Regions from separate parts of the Sus scrofa genome. Here regions 1 and 2 are each linked to region 3. The links are chromatin contacts, called in public HiChIP or PLAC-seq maps. All regions are on one chromosome and are shown on one strand. The core of a region is the stretch at or near the end of the contact, and the rest is flanking DNA. Distances in the headings are between cores, read along the strand shown. Region 1 has its middle 520 kb from the start of QKI. Region 2 has its middle 620 kb from the start of QKI. Region 3 holds the start of QKI (QKI, KH domain containing RNA binding).

Region 1 (3,026 bases), core at 244-2,743, 520 kb after region 3:
TACCCTCAAATTTTTAGTGGAAATTTGAATTGTTTCATCCTTCTTGGAAAGCAATCTGGAAAGTTCTGTTAACTCTTAAACTAATATCCTTAACATCGCAGTGCCATGTGCAAGAACCTATTCCATAGAAACAAAGTATCAGACGGTAAGACCATGTTAACAAAAATGTTTATTGCAGCCCTTGTTCTTATTTGGCAAAACCAAACCCAAAGTAAGCATTATATATTATGAAAATAGAAATCTCACTATGTACTAGTATTAAGTGAGAAAATCAAGCAGGAGAGCTTAGTAACACCTACCATCATCCTTTTTTTTTTTAAAAAAAGAAACTCTAGTGGATTGAGTTACGGATAGCTCGCAAGGTGTGTCTAGGTCCCAACTCCCCTACTTGTGAGCTTGACCTTATTTGGAAATAGGGTCTTGGCAGATGTAATTATGATTAGGATCTGGAGATGAAATTATTCTGGATTTACGATGAGCCTCAAATCCAATTACTGGTGTCTTTATAAAAGAAAGAAGGGGAACATTTGGGACACAGCTATACAGAGAAGGCCATGCAAAGAAACAGGTGGAAACAGAGGTTAGAGTGATGTATCTTCTTGGGCTGCACCCCACAGCCTGCAAGTCCCAAACTTGCCCAGCCCTAGACTGACTAGAGCCTGGAGTCAGCCGTAGAGCTGGGTGGCTTGATGGATGGGGGCGCGTACAGGTCTGAAGCCAGTTCTGGAGCAATACCATCATGTGCGGTGGAAGCTGGGCAGGACATGGCAGCCGTCTTCCCTCCTGGGGTGGGGGGGTTGCCAGGAATGGGGGAATTGATGTCAGTTTGGCTCCTCAGTTACCAGGGAAAGCAGCAGAGCCCCCCGGCCCCCCACTTTGATAAGCCATCAGGGTGGAGATGCTCTCTAAGTCCTCACGAGCTGGGCCGGGGCAAGTGTGTCGGAAGGTCAGCCTGCTGAGCAGGTGTGGGTGAAGCAGGCACTGGTCGAGCAGGGCACGTACAGAGAGGGGAAGAGCCATCTGGGTGCGCGACTGACCGTACGCAGCTACACGCCAGAAAGGTCAGCAATTGCCTGCAGCCATCAGAGTGATTCTCCCTCAGAGCTCTAGAGGAAATGACCCTGCCAAAATTTTGACTTCAGACGTCGACTTTCTGAACTCTGAAAGGATAAATTTCTGTTTCAAACTATTCAGTTTGTGGCGATTTGTAAAGGCAGCACTTGGACACCAGTACAGAAACTGCTTCTATGGAGAGGTAACCTCACCTCCAGAGGGTCAGGCTGGGTGCTGGTCCCAACGCTTCCCAGGAAGCAGAGTCCTGGGGCTTCTCTGCACTCTGGTCCCCAAGGATGGTCCCAAGCTAGAGGGCAGTTGAGCACTGCCTGGACTTCCCCTGCCTGGTCCTTGCCCTCAGCCCCAGCCCTGGTCCCTCTACACACTCTTTGCTCACCCACATAAACCCTCCAGCCTCTCCCAGGGACTTGGTGGGTGTGCAAAGGGCAGGAGCCAGAGAGTTTCAGAGTCATGTCCTTGCACAACTGAACATGAGTGTCCATCTAATGTGGATTCTGAGAGAAAACAGGAAGCTGCTTGACCACTTCTTTTTTTTTTTAACTTTTTAAAAATTTTATGAGTATAGTTGCTTTACAGTGTTGTGTCAAATTCTATTGTACAGCACAGTGACCCAGTCACACACATATTTACGTTCTTTTTCTTATACTACTTTCCATCATGGTCTATCCAAAGAGATCGGATAAAGTTTCCTTTGCTGTACAGTAGGATCTCATTGCTTATCCATTCTATTTTTTTTTTTTTGTCTTTTTGTCTTTTTAGGGCTACACCCATGGCATATGGAGGTTTCCAGGCTAGGGGTCTAATTGGAGCTACAGCTGCTGGCCTACACCACAGCCACAGCAACACCAGATCTGAGTCGAGTCTTTGACCTACACCACAGCTCACAGCAATGCTGGATCCTTGACCAGCTGATCGAGGCCAGGGATCCAACCTGCAACCTCATGGTTCCTAGTTGGATTTATTTCTGCTGTGCCACAATGGGAACGCTTCCGTATCCATTCTAAATGTGGTGCATATATACAATGGAATACTATTCAGCCATAAAAGCACAAAAAATAATGCCATCTCCAGCAACATGGATGCAACTAGGGATTCTCATACTGAGCCAAGTAAGTCAGAGAAAGACAAATACCATATGATATGATTCATATGTGGAATCTAAAATATGGCACAAAAGCTTGACCACTTCTTGCTTGATTGTTGCCAGAAATGTTCAAGAAAACCAGAAATTTGGACTTTTTTCTGAAGTTTCTCAATTTATAACCACTGATGATGATTTCAAAATTTCAAATGCCCCATGTAGGCTACAAAAAAAGATGTCTGAGGACAGAATTTATTCTTGGGTCACTAGTTAGTAACCTCTGAATTTTGAACTTTTTCTTTGTTTTTGTGAAACAACTAACTTAAAGCATTCTCTTAGAAGCTAATTTATCCCAAGGTAGTAATTGCTTAAGTATAACCACTTTTAAGGTTTCTTGCATCTTGGCTAGTCCTTGGTCTTGAGGTTTCCTAACTTTTTCAAAGGAACTTTTTTAAAAATTTGAAAACCCCCTTTTTAAAAAAAATTAAAAAATAAATTTACTGGAGTAGAATTGACTTGGAAAACTCAAAGTTCAAAAAAAAAAATTCAGATTCCCACATGACAGTAATTATTCTCTAAATACCTTTTGAATAAAATATATACTTATGTGTATATTATTTCAAAAACCTGTTAAAATCAGGCAATACTTTTAAACAAATGCACGTTTTGGTAATTTCAAACCAAATGTACATGTCGACCTTTAGTTTCTAGGTAATATGGTATGCATTTGAAATAATTGTCTGTTATCTGAAAAAAGGCATAGAACTGGACAAAACATAGGTAACATTAGTTTTCAAAACACTGGACTTCAAGGAGAAAGAGAAATGATGCTTGAGAGATGGAAATGTGAAGTCAGCTCCATGACAGACGT
Region 2 (2,992 bases), core at 370-2,869, 620 kb after region 3:
TAACCATCAACTGTGTTCCTGGATTCCACCAATACTTGCGTGGGGTGGGGGGGCCCCTCCCTGAGCACAGATCCACTTCTCATGCATGTCTGGGAAGCACCTTTCACTGTCCCTGTGAGGAAGGGCACTTAGAATTGGGGGTCCAATATGACAAAGTGCCCTTTGTCTTGGGGCAGCTCCTTGTCCTCAAGGCCCCCCTCCCCAGTCTTCCCTAGCTTGGGAACTTCCATCATGCCGCAGGTGCAGCCATAAAAAATGATTACATTTAAAACAACAAAGAAAAGATTCCCATGGGTGCTGAAATGAAGTATCACAAACTGGATGGCCTAAAACAATAGGAATTCCCTCTGGTTGTGGAGGTTCTAATTCCAAAATCAGCGTGTCAGCTGGACAGTCCTCCTCTGAAGCCTTTAAAGGGGGTATCCTTCCTGCATCTTCCAGCTTCTGGCCCCCCTGGGCACTTCTTGGCTTGTGGGAGCATCACTCCCATCTCTGCTGCCTCTGTTTCCACGTGGTCTGTTTCTTTTCTCCTCTTCTTATCAGGACGCCTACTGTACTGGATTAAGATCAACCCCAATTCAGTATGAACTCATTTTAACTAGCTTACCTCTCTCAAATCTCTGTTTCCAATGACACCTCCCCAGGCATCAGGGGTTAGGACTTTAATAAGCTCTTTGGGAGGACACCACCCTTTTGGTGACCGACCTGGTAGGATGACTAACACCTTCATTCCTGAGGGATTTGAGCCCTTCTCTGGCCAAGGTAGTTACCTGTGTCCATTCACGGCTCTAGCTGGACAAGAGGACAGCAGGAGACAGCCAACTCTTCCCTGCCCTACTGTGGAGAAGCAGTCTCAGCTTCCTGGGCTGATCAGGATCAATTTCCTCATCCCAAAGGCAACTCCACTTCTCCCTGCTGGTCCTTGGGCCTCAGAAGTCCATGTATCCAGGTGATACGCACACCTGTGGTTCAGTGGAACCTCTTCTATGCTCCCTGGCAAAGGCAACTAGGACCTTCCAACCTGAAGTTCCCAGAGTTGCAGCAATGGAAGTGCAGATTCCGTTTGTGGGACATATGGAATCATACCAGTGCGTCCATGACCGCGTCCACCCCTTGGTTCCCTGACCCATGTCTTCCTCCTTTCAGAGACCCCCTCATCACATGGAAAGTCCTGAGTAGTATGCAGGCTGTGTTCCCCCAGAGCATGGCCTCCAAGCTGCCCTATGCTGGGCCTTCTGTAGGCTGCTCCAGGCCCCTGGAGGCTGACTGCCTCTGAACCATGTGGCATATGACATGGCCAAAGGATTCCCTGGTCATGGGCTAACTTCCACACCCTGTTCTCTGGGCAGGGGCCAGTGCTGCCGAGGCTCTGTGGACAAGAAAGGCAAACTCACACCCAAAAGGCTCATGCAGCTCACTCATGCCTATGGGTTCTGCTTGTGTTGCTCCCACAGGTCTCATTCCAAGGCAGGTTTTGCTGGTATCAACTGAGCAGTCAGACCAGGTGGTGGGGTCAACTCCTATGGGACCAGAGCCTGTACAGCTTTGCAGGGAGAGGCCTCTGCAGTGTGTTCCTACCTGACAGTGTGCTAGCTCTCAGCAGGGAGCGGGCACAAACACTGCAAGCTCTGAGATCTCAAGGCTTTGGCAGTGCGAAAATGCTCAGGCCACCCACTCGGATGTCCCGTCTCATGTTTCAGGATCCTCCAGTTTTGGTCTGGGACATCTCCCTTAGCATCACAGACTTGACTTATGTGAGTATTTAAACATTTCTGCAGCTCTAAGCTCCAGCAACTCTGAGTCTGCTTCTCAGCCATGCCTTCTTTTCTGTCTCAGAGCCTCTTAGGGAGCTACCAAAGGGGCAGACTGACTCTCATGCTTAGCCTTTAATTGTTGTTAACTCCCCTCATTTTTTCACTGTCACCTCTAGGGCATCTTTGCAACTGAATAAAAACCAGCCAAGTCCGGTCTTTTTAAATACCCTTCTCTTTACTGACTCCAAATGCCTGAATCATCACACCATCAAGGACCCTCCCCCATCAGGACACTTCCTCATGTCCTCTTGGGTGAGACACTTGGTAACTAGGCTGCCACTTTGTGCTAGGAGTACATCCCTTTCCTTTCACTCGGGACAGGATCTTGCGTGTCAGCCAGGCATTGCGTGATTTGGTCTCCAGACCTCAGCTAACCACCTGTTTTGTCAGACACTCCTGATACCATATGTGAGAGCTCAGGTCCTTCAAGAAGCAGAATTCAGAACAGAACTAGACAACTTAGCGTTTATGTCCATAGCCCTTTGACACCAGGGGACATCAGAGCCTTGGGTGTTCTTGAAAATACGCCAGCTTGTTTTCTGCTTTCTTTCCATCCAGGTCACACATTGTATGAGACTTCTCCTCTCCTTTCTGACTTTCTTTTTGAGGAGCCAGGCAGCGTTTTGAAAGTTTCCCCTAAACCATGTAATTGGGTACGTTTTCAAAAGCATGACCTCATTTCTTGCGGAAATTCTGTCATTCTCCTTCTACATTTCTCCGTCCATCAGAAGCACAGAGCTTTATCTTTTCTTCCTTTCTTTTCTATCTCTCTTTCTTTCTGTCTTTCTCTCTAAGTTTTGAATGCAAAGGATTATAAATTTCCTTCTCAAGCCCCCTCCACAGGCCTCCTTCCCATTGGCTCTGTCCTTTCCCAGCCGACACCACCCCCATGTGGGACCTACTGGCTTCCTTCCCCCTTTCATTCTTGCCCTCCCTTTCAAACATTTTCCACTTTTTATGCAAAATCTGAAGTGCCAAAGCCCCCATGTGTTACCATGGCAGTCATGTGGTCTGCAACCTTTGCTGGGTTTGAGTTCTAAACTTTGAAAAAAATATAATGGCCTCAAAGAAGCAGGAGGGAGGCAGCCAGAGTGAGAAAGAGGAGAAAAAGAACACAGGGCAGCACCCAAGAAGGGGAGAGAGCAGGGGAAAGCAGGGCAGAACCCTGAAAATGCATT
Region 3 (2,700 bases), core at 69-2,568:
TCCCCCGCCCGCCCCACGCAGGCGCGCGGCAGGCCCCGCACCTCCCCCTTCGCTCGCGGGGCCCCAGCGGGGGCGGGGCGACCCTCGGAAGGGGCGTGGCCGCCGGCCTCGACGCACGCACGCGCTCTCGGACCTTACGGCTACGTGTCGGGCCACGTGACGCCCACCCCGAAAGTCCCCCGTGAAGCAACAGGACGTTAAAAAAAATTTTTTTTCGGGGTGGCGGGGAGGGTGGTTGGGAGGCTTTTAAAGAACCATAATAACGGGGGAGAGGATGGGGCCGTGCGGCGGCGAGCGCAGCCCTGGCGCGCCGTAGCCCGTCCCGCTGGAAATCCCTCTCACCAAACGCCACAGCCCGACCGCGCCCGCCAGACGAGCCGGCCGGCAGCGGGGAGCGCGAGGCGACGCGGCCCGCGCCCCCGCCCCAGTCGAAAGCACAGCCACCCGGCGCCCTCCCCCGTCCGTCGGCCCCGCAGCGGCCCCTCCCTCCGCTCCTGCTCGCCCGGGGCGCCCACCCCGGCGCCCAGGCCGGCTCGCCCCGCGCCGCCTCCGTCACGCTGCCCGCCGCCGGCCCTTCAGGCCGCCCACCCCGCCGGAGGGCGACGGCTCGGCGGCGGCGGCGCCTGGGCCGGGGGCTGCGGGGGGCGGCGGCGGCGGGAGGAGGAGCGCGCCGGCCGGGCCCCGCTAACGGCCGCCCTGCGCGGCCCCGCCCGCCGCCCGCCCCCGGCCCTCCCCGCGCCGCCGCCCCTCCCCCCGCGCCGCCGCCGCCGCCGCCGCTGGCAGCGCCGCCTGAACTGAGGCGAACTCCGCCGCCAAGTGAGTGAGGAGGAGGAGGAGGCGAGGAGGAGGAGGAAGAGGAGGAGCGGAGTCAGAGCGCGGCGGCAGCGGCAGAGGCGGCCGCGGCGGGGACCAGCCCAGAGAGACCCCGAGCCCGCGGCAGAGGCGGCGGCGGCGGCTGAGCGGGCGCGACCAGCCGAGCGAGCGGCGGCGGCCCGGCTCCTCCTCGTCCGGCGCCGAGCGGCCCGCGCCCGCACTCGGCCCGCGGAGACCCGCCTCCCGCCCGCCGGCCTCGTGAGGGACGCGCCGAGCCGGCGGCCGAGGAGCGGCGGCGGGCCGGGAGCGCGTCGGGCCGCGGGCGGAAAGTGCCTGCGGGGGCGGGGAGAGCGCGGCGAGCGCGCGGTCCGGCCGCCCCGGCGCCCGGCGCGGGAGCGGAGCGGAGCGGGACGCCGAGTCCCGAGCGGCCGGCGGCCGGGGCTCCCCGCCCCTCCCTCCTCTCCGGCGGCGGCGGCGGGCGGAGTGAGCTGCGGAGCCTGGAATATGGTCGGGGAAATGGAAACGAAGGAGAAGCCGAAGCCCACCCCAGATTACCTGATGCAGCTGATGAACGACAAGAAGCTCATGAGCAGCCTGCCCAACTTCTGCGGGATCTTCAACCACCTCGAGCGGCTGCTGGACGAAGGTGAGTCGCCTCGCCGGCCCCTCGGGCCCGCGCCCGGGCGGCGGCCCCTCTTCCCGGGACCCGACGCCCGCCGGAGTGGGGAGGGCGGGAAGGTCGCGGCCGGCGGGGACCGTGCGCCCGGGGACGGAGAGGCCCGGGCGGGGCGCACGGAGGCGGCGCCGAGGCCGGGCTCGCGGGGCGCGCCGGGGCCGGGGCGCGGGCGGGACCTGCGGGCGGGACGCCCCCCCCCCCCGGCCCCTGGGCCCCGGGTCCCGGCCCCCGCGCCCCGCCCGGGCCGGCCTGGGCGCCGGCGTCGGAGCGCTGGGGGAGCCTGCAGGCCGGCCCTGCTGCGCCCCGGCTCCCGGCCGCGCCTGCGAGCACCGCGACGGCCCGCAGCCTCGCGGGCCTCCGGGGGAGCGGCCCGGCCTGCCCGCCCCGCGCCCCGCGGGCGCCTGAAGGACACCGGCTCGGGGCCGCTCCCGAGGGGCCTTCCCGCGGGTCGCCGGCGCTTCCCCCACTGGGAGATGCCGTGGGGCTTTGGGTTTTTCGAAGTTTGCGTGGCTTGTGAGTACTCGAGGGGAGTAGCGTGGGCTCGCTAATTGAGAGGGGTTCCACAGCCGACCGAGAGTAACGCCGCTTCAGCCCGGGGCGAGGACCGAATGACAGCGGAAAGCACTTTTTGTCCTTTTGTTTGGGGAAGCGAGAACTGTTGGGGAGTTTAACTTCACTTCGGGGGGGGGTGTGAACGCGAAATACCGCGAGGACAAGTGTAAACGTAATCCCGAGTTTCAAAGAACTTCGGCGGAGAGCTTCTCCCGAGGACGCCGTTGCCTTAGTTTGCAAGACAGGAAATCAAGACGTTTGAAAGGGCGACGATAAAAACGAGTAAAAGTTTGCCAAAACGCTGTGTTGGTGGAGAGCTGTGAGGAGCGACGAATGTCGAGAAGATTAATTTTGACCCACTCTGGAATTACTTTAACAAGGTCTTGTAGCAGTGACCCGGAGTGTTAATTTCTGGTCGCTGTGCACGTCTGTGGACGCCGAGGGAAAAATATGACCAACAAAAATGTCTGTTTTGAAAGTCGAGTAGCAAGGAGTTTCTCTTTTCTGTGTAGAAGCATCCCCGGAGGACTGTTAAACGAAAACGGAAAAGTATATTTTATACAATGAACAATGGATTCCAGATTTTTCACAAGAATTTTGAGGAATTTTAACCATATAGAGCTGGAGAAAAAGGAATCTGAACATTAGAGAGTTGGGAT

What was found. HiChIP or PLAC-seq counts read pairs in DNA pulled down with a chosen protein or histone mark.
Region 1: an H3K27ac HiChIP or PLAC-seq map of alveolar macrophages shows a contact between it and region 3. The contact joins the enhancer-like site here to the promoter of QKI in region 3. A contact is called at or near these places in 1 of 5 promoter capture datasets (liver), 8 of 47 Hi-C or Micro-C datasets (adipocytes, embryonic fibroblasts, fetal liver and 3 more) and 2 of 2 datasets of contacts at active chromatin or transcription factors (alveolar macrophages and skeletal muscle).
Region 2: an H3K27ac HiChIP or PLAC-seq map of skeletal muscle shows a contact between it and region 3. The contact joins the enhancer-like site here to the promoter of QKI in region 3. A contact is called at or near these places in 7 of 47 Hi-C or Micro-C datasets (alveolar macrophages, embryonic fibroblasts, fetal liver and 4 more) and 2 of 2 datasets of contacts at active chromatin or transcription factors (alveolar macrophages and skeletal muscle).

Annotation. Positions count from the first base shown.
Region 1 is chr1:4,361,463-4,364,488 of Sscrofa11.1, reverse strand. No RefSeq gene overlaps it. Among named protein-coding and RNA genes, the nearest start is that of QKI, 520 kb to the left of the region's middle. Within about 2 kb of position 1,493, at least 2 of the 83 cell types and tissues checked have an H3K27ac peak or open chromatin away from gene starts, as enhancers often do. A contact at or near this core is called in alveolar macrophages, where this site is marked.
Region 2 is chr1:4,264,303-4,267,294 of Sscrofa11.1, reverse strand. No RefSeq gene overlaps it. Among named protein-coding and RNA genes, the nearest start is that of QKI, 620 kb to the left of the region's middle. Within about 2 kb of position 1,619, at least 12 of the 83 cell types and tissues checked have an H3K27ac peak or open chromatin away from gene starts, as enhancers often do. A contact at or near this core is called in embryonic fibroblasts and skeletal muscle, where this site is marked.
Region 3 is chr1:4,881,859-4,884,558 of Sscrofa11.1, reverse strand. It overlaps QKI (QKI, KH domain containing RNA binding), which reads left to right and starts at 1,318. Exons shown (of 8, transcript NM_001007195.1): 1 at 1,318-1,459. The coding sequence starts at 1,318.